Regions from separate parts of the Strix aluco genome. Here region 2 is linked to region 1. The links are chromatin contacts, called in public Hi-C maps. All regions are on one chromosome and are shown on one strand. The core of a region is the stretch at or near the end of the contact, and the rest is flanking DNA. Distances in the headings are between cores, read along the strand shown.

Region 1 (6,497 bases), core at 2,848-5,347:
GGGGAGGCGTCCCATCTAAACTGAATGGAGGCCCGTGTAGCCTCGGACGTCTCACGTTATTAACACCAAATGTGTCAATGATTCTGAATATGACTCGAAAACATAAGCGAGTCCCAAGGACCGTTCATCGGTTTGAAAGTTCTTGTCGAGATAACGTTGAATTCTGGAATCCAGGCCAGATCATAACGGCCTCCATATTGGCACCAGGAGTTGGTGTTGCAAATGCCTTAACTACTTTGAATAAGTTGGGATGTTGGCTTAGCAAACAGACTAACGCTACTTCTTTAGCTTTAAGTGGTCTTTTAACTGATGTTGATAGTGTTAGACATGCTACTTTACAGAACAGAGCTGCAATTGATTTTTTGCTTTTAGCGCAAGGACATGGATGTGAGGAATTTGAAGGAATGTGTTGCATGAATTTGTCTGACCACTCAGAATCTATTTTTAAAAGCATACAGCAGCTAAAGGATGGTGTCAAACATTTAACAGAAGATGATGGATTAGATTGGTTAACAAGGATGTTTAAAGGTTGGGGACTTTCAGGATGGTTAATATCTCTGATCAAGTCTGTGGGGGTCATGATCTTGGTAATTGTGGTTGTGCTTTTGATGTTGCCATGTATTGTCAATCTTCTGCAAAGGGCCCTGCAGAAGACTGCCTCTGCAATATTTTTAGCACAAGTGCAAAAAGAAAACGGGGGAGATGTGGAGCAGTTTGCTAACAACTGGCTACGTGAGAAAGGGCACAGCACCGAGGAACTGCTGACAACGGCGACGTGATGGGAGAATACCGAAAAGTATCAAAGAAGAACAAAGAACAGAAGCAGGACTATGTAGAAGGCCTTGCAGAAATCATAAAGGGAGAGATTGGTATTTAACCTTAGCAACCAATGTATCTAACCTTAGCAACCTATAAGGAGCTCGCTTTTTGCAATATGTATGAACTAATTATTGTGGATATAAAAGAAGTGTGAGTACTAATAAAGTGGAGCCTTTGTGCATTAAATGATGGCTGGGCTCCCACTGCGTTCTTTCAACACCAGCCTGCAGAGCCAGAGTAATACCTGAGTCAGCATGTGAAGGAATTGATCTCCCTGGCTGAGTGTGGCCAGTGGGGCAGGCAGGAGGGCTGGCTGCGGCCATGGTACCTGCTGTTAGTGCTGGAAGAAGTAATGCTGCTTTTCCCAAGGTTGCCAGCGGCTCCCTGGGTCTCTCCATCTTGAGATTTGTTTGTTGGAGATGTTGATGTTTGCTCCTTCCCTCCTTTTATTCCTGCTGTATCATGGCCTTGTCGTGGAGGGGAGCTCAGCATCCCCTGCAGGGGGTGCCTGGGTGCCAAACTCTGCTTGATGTGCCTTCCCCCATGCTTTAATTCTCAAACACCTGCATTGTAAATACCCATTCACTCCCAGCTGCTGATTTTTAACAGACGAGTGGCTGTATAATACTGTTTAAGGAATGTTGGTGGGGCCAAAGCCTTTTCTTCCTTTTAGTGTTGCTTTCATCTGACTTGGGGCCCTTTGCCTTTATAAAGGACATTTTATGGACCACAGACCCCCAGGAGAGGTCTTCATGGCCACAGAAGAGCGATTTGGGGGGTGAGAGACAATAGTGCCCATTTCTGCATCTATTTCCCCCCACTGATCCTTATACCACCCAGATTTAGGGACAGAATTTGGGGTCCAATGACCAAAGTGTCTGTCACAAAAATCTTTAGGAAATGCAGGGTTATTTTAAAAACACATCACTGGGAAGAACTAGTTTTATAAACTCTTAAGGAGAGTATTTTATTCTCTCCTAATTTGAGCGGAGGTTGCAAGGGTACCTTTGAAAACAGCTCCCTCTTCCGGAGCTGTGCACGGCTCCCACATTTTGCAGGATCACATAAAACATGGCATAATCGAAAGGAATTGTACCGAGGACTTCACGAGGCCCACTGAGCTTTATATTCTCTTGCTAGTAATTACAACAAGCAAGAAAAGATGACTGTTTCACCTGACCACAACCAACCAGGTAAAAGTTTAAAGAATTAAAAGCAAAGTCACAATTTGATGGTAGGAATAACAGCAATGCACCTGAGTGCTGGGGCACAGAGAGGAAGCGAAACAAGAAGAAAATAAGATGCAAAATGGAGTTTAGTTTTCAGCTACCAAAGAAAATAAAAGTTTGAAGTACACTTCAAGATTGATTTAATTATACTCTGTAAAGGGCTGAAAATTATTTCAGTAAGTGAAATTGGACTAATAAGACACATCAAAATGTAGCGCTTTTTTTATTATTATTGATATAGTACATATTTATATGTGATTAATCTAGAAATTATTCCCAGAGGACTTTACAATAAAAGATGGACCAATGTCTGAGTTTCACCTGGGATATTTAAGCTCCACTTAAGTTTGGTGATATTTTTTCTAACATACCTTTATTTCATCTTTATCTCGGTGTTAGCAGTTTAGATCTTAATCTAGGTGCTTGAACTAATCTGTCAAAACCTAAGGTTGTTACCCCGCATCTACACAGAAAAAATAGTTGGGATGATGGTGTGCATTTTGACCAGAGGCTGCTTGTCACTGAGAAGGTTATCCTCTTATAAATATTTCGGTAAGGTGTGTGATCATATACCAGAAAAAAGGTAGCATGGAGGTAGCCATGCCACTAGAAAGGCATAACAGTATATTGCTATAAATTATTCCCCCTATTTGAAATAAGCTTTATTAATACAAGCATACTAGAATAACTGAATACAACATGCTTTGGATCAGCTTTTTTAGTTTGTTGCTACATATCCCATATCAGCAAAGGCATCAAACTTCCTCAAGCCAACAGGCACAAGATCCTCCCATGCATGTGCTAACCCAGGCAAACCTAGAAAAGCTTTTACGCTAGCTTTGTAATGTCATAAGAAAATTAAATTCTTCTGGGGTACCCTTCTGGTGCGGTGTGTCCTAAGAGCATGAAGTCATACCAGAAGACTTGCTGTCCTGTGGGTGGACCCCTGGGCCTCCTTCTGAGGTCTGTCACAGGATAATCCCCCAAACTCACACCCTGAACACCCACCTTGCTCATCCCCGCAATGCCCAGGCAGGTGCCAGCTGGAGTGGTGCTCGCTGCTCCTCCCTGCTCCAACCTGGGGTGTCTGTCCTAGGCTGGACACCACTGTCAGAGTGATAACTGTTTTTAGCCTGAAACTGAGAACTTCATGTCATAACCATGTTCATAGCTTGCGCATGCGTGTTCAGCAAGCTAATTTTCAAGCCATTGGTTTCCAGAGCCCACAGGGGCCAGGAGGAGGTTTCCCTGCACTGTGACTCCAGCACAGCAGTGGACAGAGCTGCTCTCATGTGGGCCAAGGCCACCGCACAGCGAGGTGGGAGAGAAGTGCCATTGCCCCCAGCAAACCCGGGAGCTTTACTAAGGACAACCCAAGCTGAACCCACTAACGTGGGCAGTCTCAGGCCCAGAGCTATTCCCAAGCTCAGTGGCACGCTTAATGCTTGAAATCCAGGTGTTTGCTCAGTCTGGGGCTGCATCTCATCGGGACAGTTTATTTATGACCACAGTGCAGAGTTATAGAGGCAGGCAGACACTGTCGGGCCTAGCAAAATGCAGGCACTGCTGCTTTAGAGAAAGCCAGTGTGATCAGCACCTACAGCAGGGTGACATGGAGTCAGACCAGCCTCTGTGTCTATTGCTCCAGTGGCTTGTGATGCCGAAGAGATTTATTTTCTCCATACCATAATGTTCCACATCAGCCCTGTGGCAGAAGTGACAGTCCAGAGGCTCAGGCCCTTTGGGACTCTCCCTGCAAGGGGGTTCCTTGATCAGCACCTGAAGCCTCCGCAAGGCTGTGACGGGAAGAAGGGCATTTAAAATCGCTCTGTGAAACACGGGAGACTGTGCGGCGGGCGAAGGGAGACGGGCGGCGATGCAACCCCTTACCCGCGGAGGCCCAGCCCAGCAGTTATGGCGGCGGCCCGGTTCCTGAGGGCTCGCTGCTCTCCCCCCCCAACCCGTGCTGGCCGCCGTGGCTGGGCGCAGGCGTATTGGCCGGAGGGCGGGGCGGGGCGCGGCGGCTGCGCGCGGCTCTCGCGAGAGCTGCCGCGCGGGGATCCGCGATGTCTTGTGGGAGCTCACTCCTTTCTGGCTGCCCGGCCATCTTGGCGGCGCGTCTCCGGTGAGTGGGGCTCGGCCGGGGCGGCGCGGGCGGGCGCGGAGGGCCGCTGCCGGGTGCTAATCCCTCCCCCCGTTCACTCCTGTGTTCCAGTTACCGCCCGAGGCGACGCGAGGCAGCAACATGGTGGCCGCGAAGAAGACGGTGAGTGGGAGCCGGCCGCGCCGGGCTCACGTGGCGGCGGCCCGGCCTCCGCCAGCGGCGGGCGCTGCGCGGGACGGGGCGGCGGAGGGGGGCGGGTCGCGCTGCGGGGAGGCAGAGTGGGCCCCGGCAGGGTCTGGGGCGGTGGGGGGCCCTGGGCACAGCCGGAGACGCCTGTGGCGGCTCTCAGAGCTCGGGCCGTGCCCTCCTTGGGCAGGCTGCTAGCCGCACCCTGCGGCCGCTTCCCACCGGCTTCTCTGATCTCGGTTCCCTCCTGTGGACTCTCCCGGGCTGCTTACAGGGCCTGTGCCAGCTGGAGGAAGGGGGAGCTGGCGCTGAGTTCCCGGTGCGGCTGGAGCTCAGCTTTTGTATTTCCTGTCATGTTCTTGCCCTTCTCTTAGAGCGACTCTGGAAAGTACGGGTTTCTTGTTGGCTGAAGGTGTTCGTCCTTGCAAATGAATTTACCTGTTGTCATGAGTACCATGCTCTCCCGTTGGGAGTGTCAGCTTGTACAGCGTGTGATTACTTGTTTCTGCTAACTGATATAACGCTACTAGTGTGTGCCCTAGGAAGAGACAAACAGACTCCAAACCTGGCTTAAATTTGCAAGGCAGAAGTAGTATTGGACTTGACTAGCTGAGCTTTTTTGTTTGTCAAATACACCCGGATGTTACTGATTAATGTAGATCGCAGCAACAATGTTTTAAGATGTATTTTCCTGTTATAAGATACATGGGTAAGAAGTATTTTTATGAAGTTGGGAATCACAGAATCACAAAATTGTCTAGGTTGGCAGATCATCCAGTCCAACCATCAACCCAACATTAACAGTTCCCAACTGGCAACCCTCTTGTCCACAAGCTTTCCCATACTTATGTGGTAGGCTGGCTTTTCTTATTCTGCATTGCAAACTATAGGGAAATTATTAAATGATTGCTTGTATTTGGAATTTGTTAATTTCTTATGGTCTCTGTCATTTTGCAAAATGTAAAGTAACATACTATAATCCTTTTTTACATCTTTTTCAGAAAAAGTCCCTAGAGTCCATAAACTCTAGACTTCAGCTGGTTATGAAAAGTGGTAAATATGTGCTAGGATACAAACAGACTCTGAAAATGATTCGGCAGGGCAAAGCCAAGTTGGTCATCCTAGCCAACAACTGTCCTGCTTTGAGGTAAGCAGATATATGAAAAAACAATTCTATGGTATGTACGTCATGTTAATTGCTACAGTGAATTATTAATGCAGAGTACTTTGGCATATTCCAGAGTGCTGTGAAATAAAAGTGATGGATTGTTTGATATATAATGATTTCGCATCTGGATGAGTTGAAATGCTTTCCAAGATTTTTCTAGCTTTCTAATTCACAGAGTTTTGCACTAGTGAAGATACTGTAAGCTTTTCACGCTGTGATAGCATTCATTAAAAGTATAATGGGACTGAATTCCTATGTTTTTTCAAAGTACTGTCTTGGAAAATAATTTTACAGGTAAGAAAACTAGTAATTGACAGTGATTTGAAATATTTGAAGAACACAAAATTTGCTGTCCAAATAAGTTATAAATTTAGGTTCCTGGTCAGTGAAATTGCTTCTTTGAGAATGAAATCTTCACTAACTTCCTGACAATTTCCTTGTTGAATTTCTGGCCCTTTTTGTCATCGAGAGATAGTAACATATTCAAGAAACTAAATGCAGAAAACCAAAATTAGATACTTGAGAAATGGCAGGACTGTTACAGTAGGCAGCATGTTAGTGGGAATCCCAAAAGTGCTCGAGGAACAGTATTGACCACTAGAATCTCCTGGTGGAAGTCACAAGAGAAGGGAATGTAGATTGAATTTTTTTTGTTTTTTTTTTTAAAGCAAGGTAGTTTATTTAACAGCTAGCAGCAGCCAGATGTTTGTTCAGCAGCCACTGGGTATCTGCATTAATAATGGTTGTCATGTATGTACTTTGGCGTAGCTCCTACAGCCTTTTGGAAGTCTGGAAGTCCTGAATCCCCTTCTTCCCTGTAGAAATGAACATGTGTAGGAGCAACCTCAAGGATTTGCACTCCAGAAGTGGGTTTGCCATTGCATACCTTCAGCACACTTCTGGATAAGGGTTCCTGAGCCACAACACAGTAGTGATGCTGTCTGGCAAGGAGCAGATGCGTTTTTCTGGGTGGGAAGGAAAACTGTGTAAA
Region 2 (6,155 bases), core at 1,339-3,838, 220 kb after region 1:
TCTGACATAGCCTTAACTTTATTTTGTGCCTGAGTGAACCAAGCTTGAAACAGTGCAAGTATTTATATTCACCAAAAATATCAGTTAGTTTTTACATAAAATGAATACAAAGTTGCTTTTATGAAGCCCTGCACTACAGATCTTTGTCAAGTTAACAGTGTATCTAACCTCTTCACTGTATCTTCTGTTGAGACATTTTTTAATGTCTTCAATGATGACTTGCAAGAGTTTATGCTTTGTTTTTATACTGGAGTTTAAAGAAAATAAACCAAGAAATACCTAAATTATTTCTAGGATTAGTCTTTGTTTTCAAGAAGGCATAACAGATCTTAAACAGCAAATCCTTCAAGATGTAGAAGATGACAAAAAAAAAAAAGCATCTTTAACATGTCTTCTCCAAAATGGAGACCTAGCTACACTGGAAAGATTCTGAATCACAATGCTTCCTCTTCTTGGTGCTCAGCATTCAGTCTCTTGCAACTTCCAGAATCAACTTCAGCAGTTCACTGCTCAAAGACAGGTTGGTGGTATATGCAGACTTTTTTTTTTTTTTTTTCTTTAAGATATTCTAGCTTTAACTTCTCAACAAACAAACAAACAAACCACAAAACAAACAAACAACCCAAACTTCTCAAGTCAGTACTGCCAGACTCAAATGAAGGTACAAACCCATTTTCCTCTCCTTTTCTGGTCATTAGGTAAACAATTTAGGATACTATAGACCAAGATTTAATTAAAAGACACAGTTGTAACAGGCAGGGGACATCTGCTTCACTTTCATTCCTATAATCCTTTTGGACATAAATAGGATTACAAACATACTAACAATATCAAAGCTATAGAAGCAATCCCTTCAAGCCCCAAAACTACGATAACTGGAGGCTTTAAAAGGACAGTTGACAGTTTCTGCATTCTACTAATATTCTCATGAAGTGCATGCATACTGTCGAAGATGGAAGGTTCCCACACCACATCCTGAGGATTTAAAAAAAAAAAAAAAGACGACAGGAATGATCTGTTTTTCAGGGGCTGCTAAGATACAGATTTCCTTATTAAAGGAGATGATCCTTACTGTAACAAATAAAACAGACATATTCCTACTGAGGCAAGCTCACCACATGAGCAGTTAACATGTTCTGTCAAAAAAACAACACAAAAAGCCTTACTCAAGTTTGAATCATCACAGCATTTATGGGGCTTACAATGCTGCTTCCAACAGTCTATACCCGCCTGGACTGCAACCCATGGCTTGAAATTTTAAGTCTCAACTACTGCTTCCTAACCCTGCAAGCATTCAAATAATAAAAAAATAACGCTTTCCTGTAATTCTTGCTTCCATTAAAAAGCTTCTAAAAAGAAACGAGCGTTTTCCTCATCACTCAGGACTACTAAACGTGTAATTTCCGTGTGTGCGCGCTGCTCCTCCAGGTTTTCAAAGCAACCGACTAACCCAGACGACACGAGACAGCTCCAGAGCAGACAGTCAGGACGCCCGCGTCCCTGCCACAGGCAAGTATCACCCAGGTGAATCGCACGGCGGCCCGGGGGGAGCTCTATGGCCCCCGAGCCTTGCGGCCGGTCCTCCCCCTTCTCACCGGTGCCTATCTGACCGGCAGCCGTTTCACCGAGCGGGGGGCACTGGGGACAAGCAGCCGCGCTCGGGGCCGCTGGCCAGACGCGACCTGCCCGCCCGCACCTTCCCGCAGGGGACTCGCCGCGCCCGGCCGGGTGCCACTGCAAACCCCGCCGCCGTCCCCGTCGAGAGGCTGTCAAGGAGCCTTTCATCCCCCCTCCCCCGCCCGGGCCCAGCCGCCTCCGCCGCCCCACCGTGTCCTCACCCCTTCCCCTCCCGAGCGGCGCGGCCCTCGCAGCCCCTCTCACCCGCGCCGTTTTCTCCGGCAGCTTCTTCTTGTTTCGTTTCTTCTGCTCGTCGCCTTTCAGGTGCAGCTGCCCGGGGCCCGGGCCCGCCGCCTTGCCCTGGCCCCCGCCGGCTGTCAGGCCCGCGCCGGCCGCCTCGTCGCCCTTCCTCTCCGCCGCGCCCCGCGTTGGCTTCTTACGGAGGCCGCCTCCGCAGACCACGGCCAGTAGCAGCCCCAGCAGCCCCAGCCCCAGCGCGGCCGGGACCACCAGGGCGAGCCAGGTGGGCAGGCCCTGCGGGTCGAGGCCCAGCTCGAGGCCCAGCTCGGCGCGCAGCAGGCCCAGGCCGCCCGACAGGACGTCCCGCACCCGGGCCGCCGCCTCCTCGGCCTGCTGGGCCGCCGCCTCCTGCCAGCTCCCCGCAGCCATCGCGGCCCCCTGCCCCGCAGAGGCCCAGACCGGGCGGGGCGGCGAGGGAGCGCTCAGGCCGAGCGCATCGCGGCCTCAGGAGAGCCGCGCTCGCCTGACCGAGCCGGAACCGCCAGGGGTGGGGGTGGGGGGGGGGGGGGTGGGTGAGGGGAGGACGGGACACGAGCGGAGCCTCGGCGGGACGCAGCCGCCTCAGCCCCGGAGGCGCCCGGGTCTCCTCCTCTTCCTCCCCGCCCTCCGCCTCACGCGCAAACGTCACCGCCCCGCCGAGCGCCCGCCGCTGCCGCAGCGCGCCGCCGCCATCACCGCCGCGCGCGGGGCGGAGCTCTCCCGCCTCCTCAGCGGCCGCCTGGCGTTCGCGTCCTCCTCCTCCTCCTCCTCCTCCTCCTCCGCCCCGCCCTGCCCAGGGCGGTGCCGGCCGCAGGGAAGGCGAGGGGCGGTGCGGGGAGCAACCTCGACGTGGCAGCCAGCGAGAGGGGCGGGGGCCGGGGGGGCCGAGGGGCGGCTTGGCGCCGCCCCTGCGGCCGGGGCGGGAGACCCCGCGGCTCCTCGCACCATGATGGGGCGGGCGGGCGGCTGCGCCCGGGGACGGCGGCCTGAGGAGCGGCCACTTGTCGGCCTCTCCCGCCGCTTCGGCGGGCCGTGCCTCTTCCCCTGTGGGCACCCCCCACAGAAACATGCCCGTGCTGCAGGACGTGCGGCGCTGCGCGGAGCGGGCCGCCCCCTCGTGTCCCAGCCCCGGCCGGGCCTTCCCAGACCCGCGGCAACGTGGGTGCATTTCCACGTATCGGTCGCCGGTCAGCTCTATTTTAGTTTGCGGTTGCCCCAAGGAGGTGGCGCGGCTCCGGTGCGGATGCGTTAACTGCCGGTTTGTGGGTGCTGTTACCCCCGGTGTAAGTCCAGGATCAGCCCTGGGGCCATGCCAGAGGCCTCTGGGACTTGCAGGTGGAGGCGCCTTCCTGTCAGGCCTCAGAGGCCGGGATCAGGGCCCCGCAGAGGCCATCTCTCCTGCAGAGAAGGCCTTTCAAAATGTTGCAACAACAAGAAAGTGTGCTTTTAGTTATTTCTAAAAATACTAGGCAGTATAACAACATAGATATTTTTAACGAGCCATGTTTTCTGAGATCTTAACTCCCACAAACTGGCTTTAATGCATCAAATTAACTTTGTGAAAAATACAGCTGTGTATATAACAGTGGGAATTGTTTTGTCATTAGGAACTCCAAAACTGCATTTCCCCACAATAAGCCCTAAAATTTTGACCCCAAATATACATAATAATTTTTCGGAAATCGGTCTCACGGCATCCAGAGCTTCTGCAGAATTTGAACTGTCAGAACCTCAGAGCTGGCAATGTCAAGTGACTTTACACTGACTATAGTCTTCTGCAGTGGTGTGTTGCTGGAAATCCCATTCTTTCAATTTGCAATTCTACTTACAAAAAATGTACCCCTCTCATAGCCTGCTAGAAAAATATCTGGGTTCAGTGCATTGAAATCTGCATGGGACACTTGAAATTTAAATTGTAGTAAAATAAAATTTGTCTAAACAGCACAGTGGTAGCTTACACGGCCTTCATATGCACATAACTTTGTTTTGTAAAGTCAATATATCACATACAAGTATTTTTATGTTTTTACTGCTTTCAAAGTTTTTTAGTAAAGTACTCACAAATTGCTTCTAAGTCCAAATTGGTTTTTATGATGCCAACAGGCAGTCAAGTCCTGCTTTTCTAATTGACTTCAGTTGGAACAAAGGATATTGCTGGAAGTAGTGGTAGCAACAATCTCAGGCAGAGCATTTTACTGGTAGACATTTATATGCTTTTAGAGGATTTTTTTTTAAATTCAAAGTCATAATACTTTATTTTTTTATAAGCGTTTTGTGCTTTAGCATAGACCATACACATTTATCGGAAAATATTAAGTATCATTGTACTGGTTGTTGCACAATTCAGCCACCCTAACATGCCAAATAAATTATTCTGCAAGTAGTTTCTTTGTTTAAGATATTGCCCTATATAGATAGAGGTGATGGAACAGTGGTCACATTGTTTCAGTTCTAAATACATTAGCTGAAAAAATATGCCTAACGCATTTGAAAGCATGATTCAGCTACAGTGGATGTTGTGGGGTTTTTTGTTTGGTTGTTTTTTTTTTTTTTTTTCTTTAAACCGAGGCCATAGAACAGTAGATATTGTTCATTTTAAAGAAAACATGAGGAACTTGGTGGGGTTGAATTCCACAATACAAGTGATTGAGTTTAAGACCCGTTGAAGCTTTCTAAATGCAGCACCGTGGCACCACCGAGTGGCAGTGTCGTGAATAGCCGAGCAGCCGTAGGAAACAGATTTGTGTGGAAAAAAAAAAAAAGATCCTCTCTTGAAAGTAGCCACTTTCGGTTTGATTTGGCTGGTGAAGCAAATTAAGCTGAACGTACTAAATATCTTTTTATTCCGAACTAATGAGATATAGCCATAAATCGAGATACAATTTGTAGCAAATTGAAATATTTTGAAGAAAGTTTGTGTGACTCTTTAAAAATGGTGGGAACAAACATGCTACTCTGACAGTACTCATCAAACGAAGCAAATGTTCTATTTCATACTAACTTAGTCTAGTATTAAGCTTCAAAGGTCTTAATAGATTTGATCACAGCTACCCCAAGGACTCTTTCTGACAGTCCTGAATATAAAACATCTTTCTTACGTCATTGTCCTAAGGATCACAGCAGAAAGCTGAAAGACACATTCCAAAAGAGAAAATAATGACAACACCACCAAAAGGAAGGAAGACAAAGCTTATTTTTTTTTAATGTAATCTCTCCCTGCAAACATTCCTTATTTTACCACAGCTGCTCTTAGATATACCCTATATAATAGCTTTCCACAACCATATATAAAACTCAGCACCTGCCATTTGACATGACATGAGGAAAAAGTAACTATTGCTTCATAGATCTCAAAATACCTGTTCCATGCGTTTGTTATGGTTGTCTCAAACAGTATTGAAGCCATATGTCTTGCAGCTCTAGATACTCTTTAGACTGGAAGTCAGATGGATAGAGCAGAAGCAAATTAAGCCTCTCAGCATTTAGATCAGAATCTCAACAAAACATATTCAAGGTTTCTCGTGTGTCAGGAAGTTGAAAAAATCTTGAATAGGCAATTATGCTATCTCACGTAGATCATGACTGCAGATTGCTTTAAGGTGAACTCAGTACATAATTCATTAAAAATACTAAGGCAGATACTCTTTATGTATCTCTTTACTCCCTCCTGAAGGAGGGAACAACAAAAAATCCCTGACCCAACAATCAACATCCTTGGCAATGTTAACAAATACCCAGGAAAGGGATGAGTAGTTCGCAGACAGAGTTTTCCTTGAGAAATTACTCATCTGGGTCATGGCTGGGTGGCTTGGGCTAAGACTCAGCCCAGGCTAAGGACTGAGCTTAGAATTAAGGATTGGGTCAGGAGCAGGAGAGCCATCACATCTAGAGATACACTTGGAGTGGAGCTACCAAGGGTGACCAAAGAGGGATAGGACATGAAAAGAGTTCTTCCCTGAGACATTTTTCATCCAGGCCTTGGCTGGGCGTGTTGGTGGAGGCTCAGCTGATGTCTGGAGTTAGGGTTAGTGTTATTGTTACCTACATGGTTGGGAGAGAGATAAAGCCTAGACCTATAGTTGGTGTAGGGCAGAAAAGGAGCAACCAGAGTAAGGGGTAGGCTGCAAAAGTAATTGTTCCCTGAGATCTTTTTAACCTGGGTGTTAGCTCAGGGTCTGGAGCTAAGGCTCAACCCATACTTTGCATTCAAACTAAGTTACAGTTTTAACAAGGCAGAGCCTAGAGCTCCACTTTGAGTC

The links. Hi-C and Micro-C count contacts between places; a contact is called where the count stands out from the background.
Region 2: a contact with region 1 is called in a Hi-C map of heart, with 6 times the contacts expected there. The contact joins the promoter of MTDH here to the promoter of RPL30 in region 1. A contact is called at or near these places in 2 of 2 Hi-C or Micro-C datasets (brain and heart).

The regions. Positions count from the first base shown.
Region 1 is chr1:24,656,668-24,663,164 of bStrAlu1.hap1, forward strand. RPL30 (ribosomal protein L30) reads left to right here and starts at 4,098. Exons shown (of 5, transcript XM_074815272.1): 1 at 4,098-4,173; 2 at 4,264-4,314; 3 at 5,340-5,485. The coding sequence starts at 4,294.
Region 2 is chr1:24,874,867-24,881,021 of bStrAlu1.hap1, forward strand. MTDH (metadherin) reads right to left here and starts at 2,589. Exons shown (of 12, transcript XM_074815330.1): 1 at 1,882-2,589. The coding sequence starts at 2,286.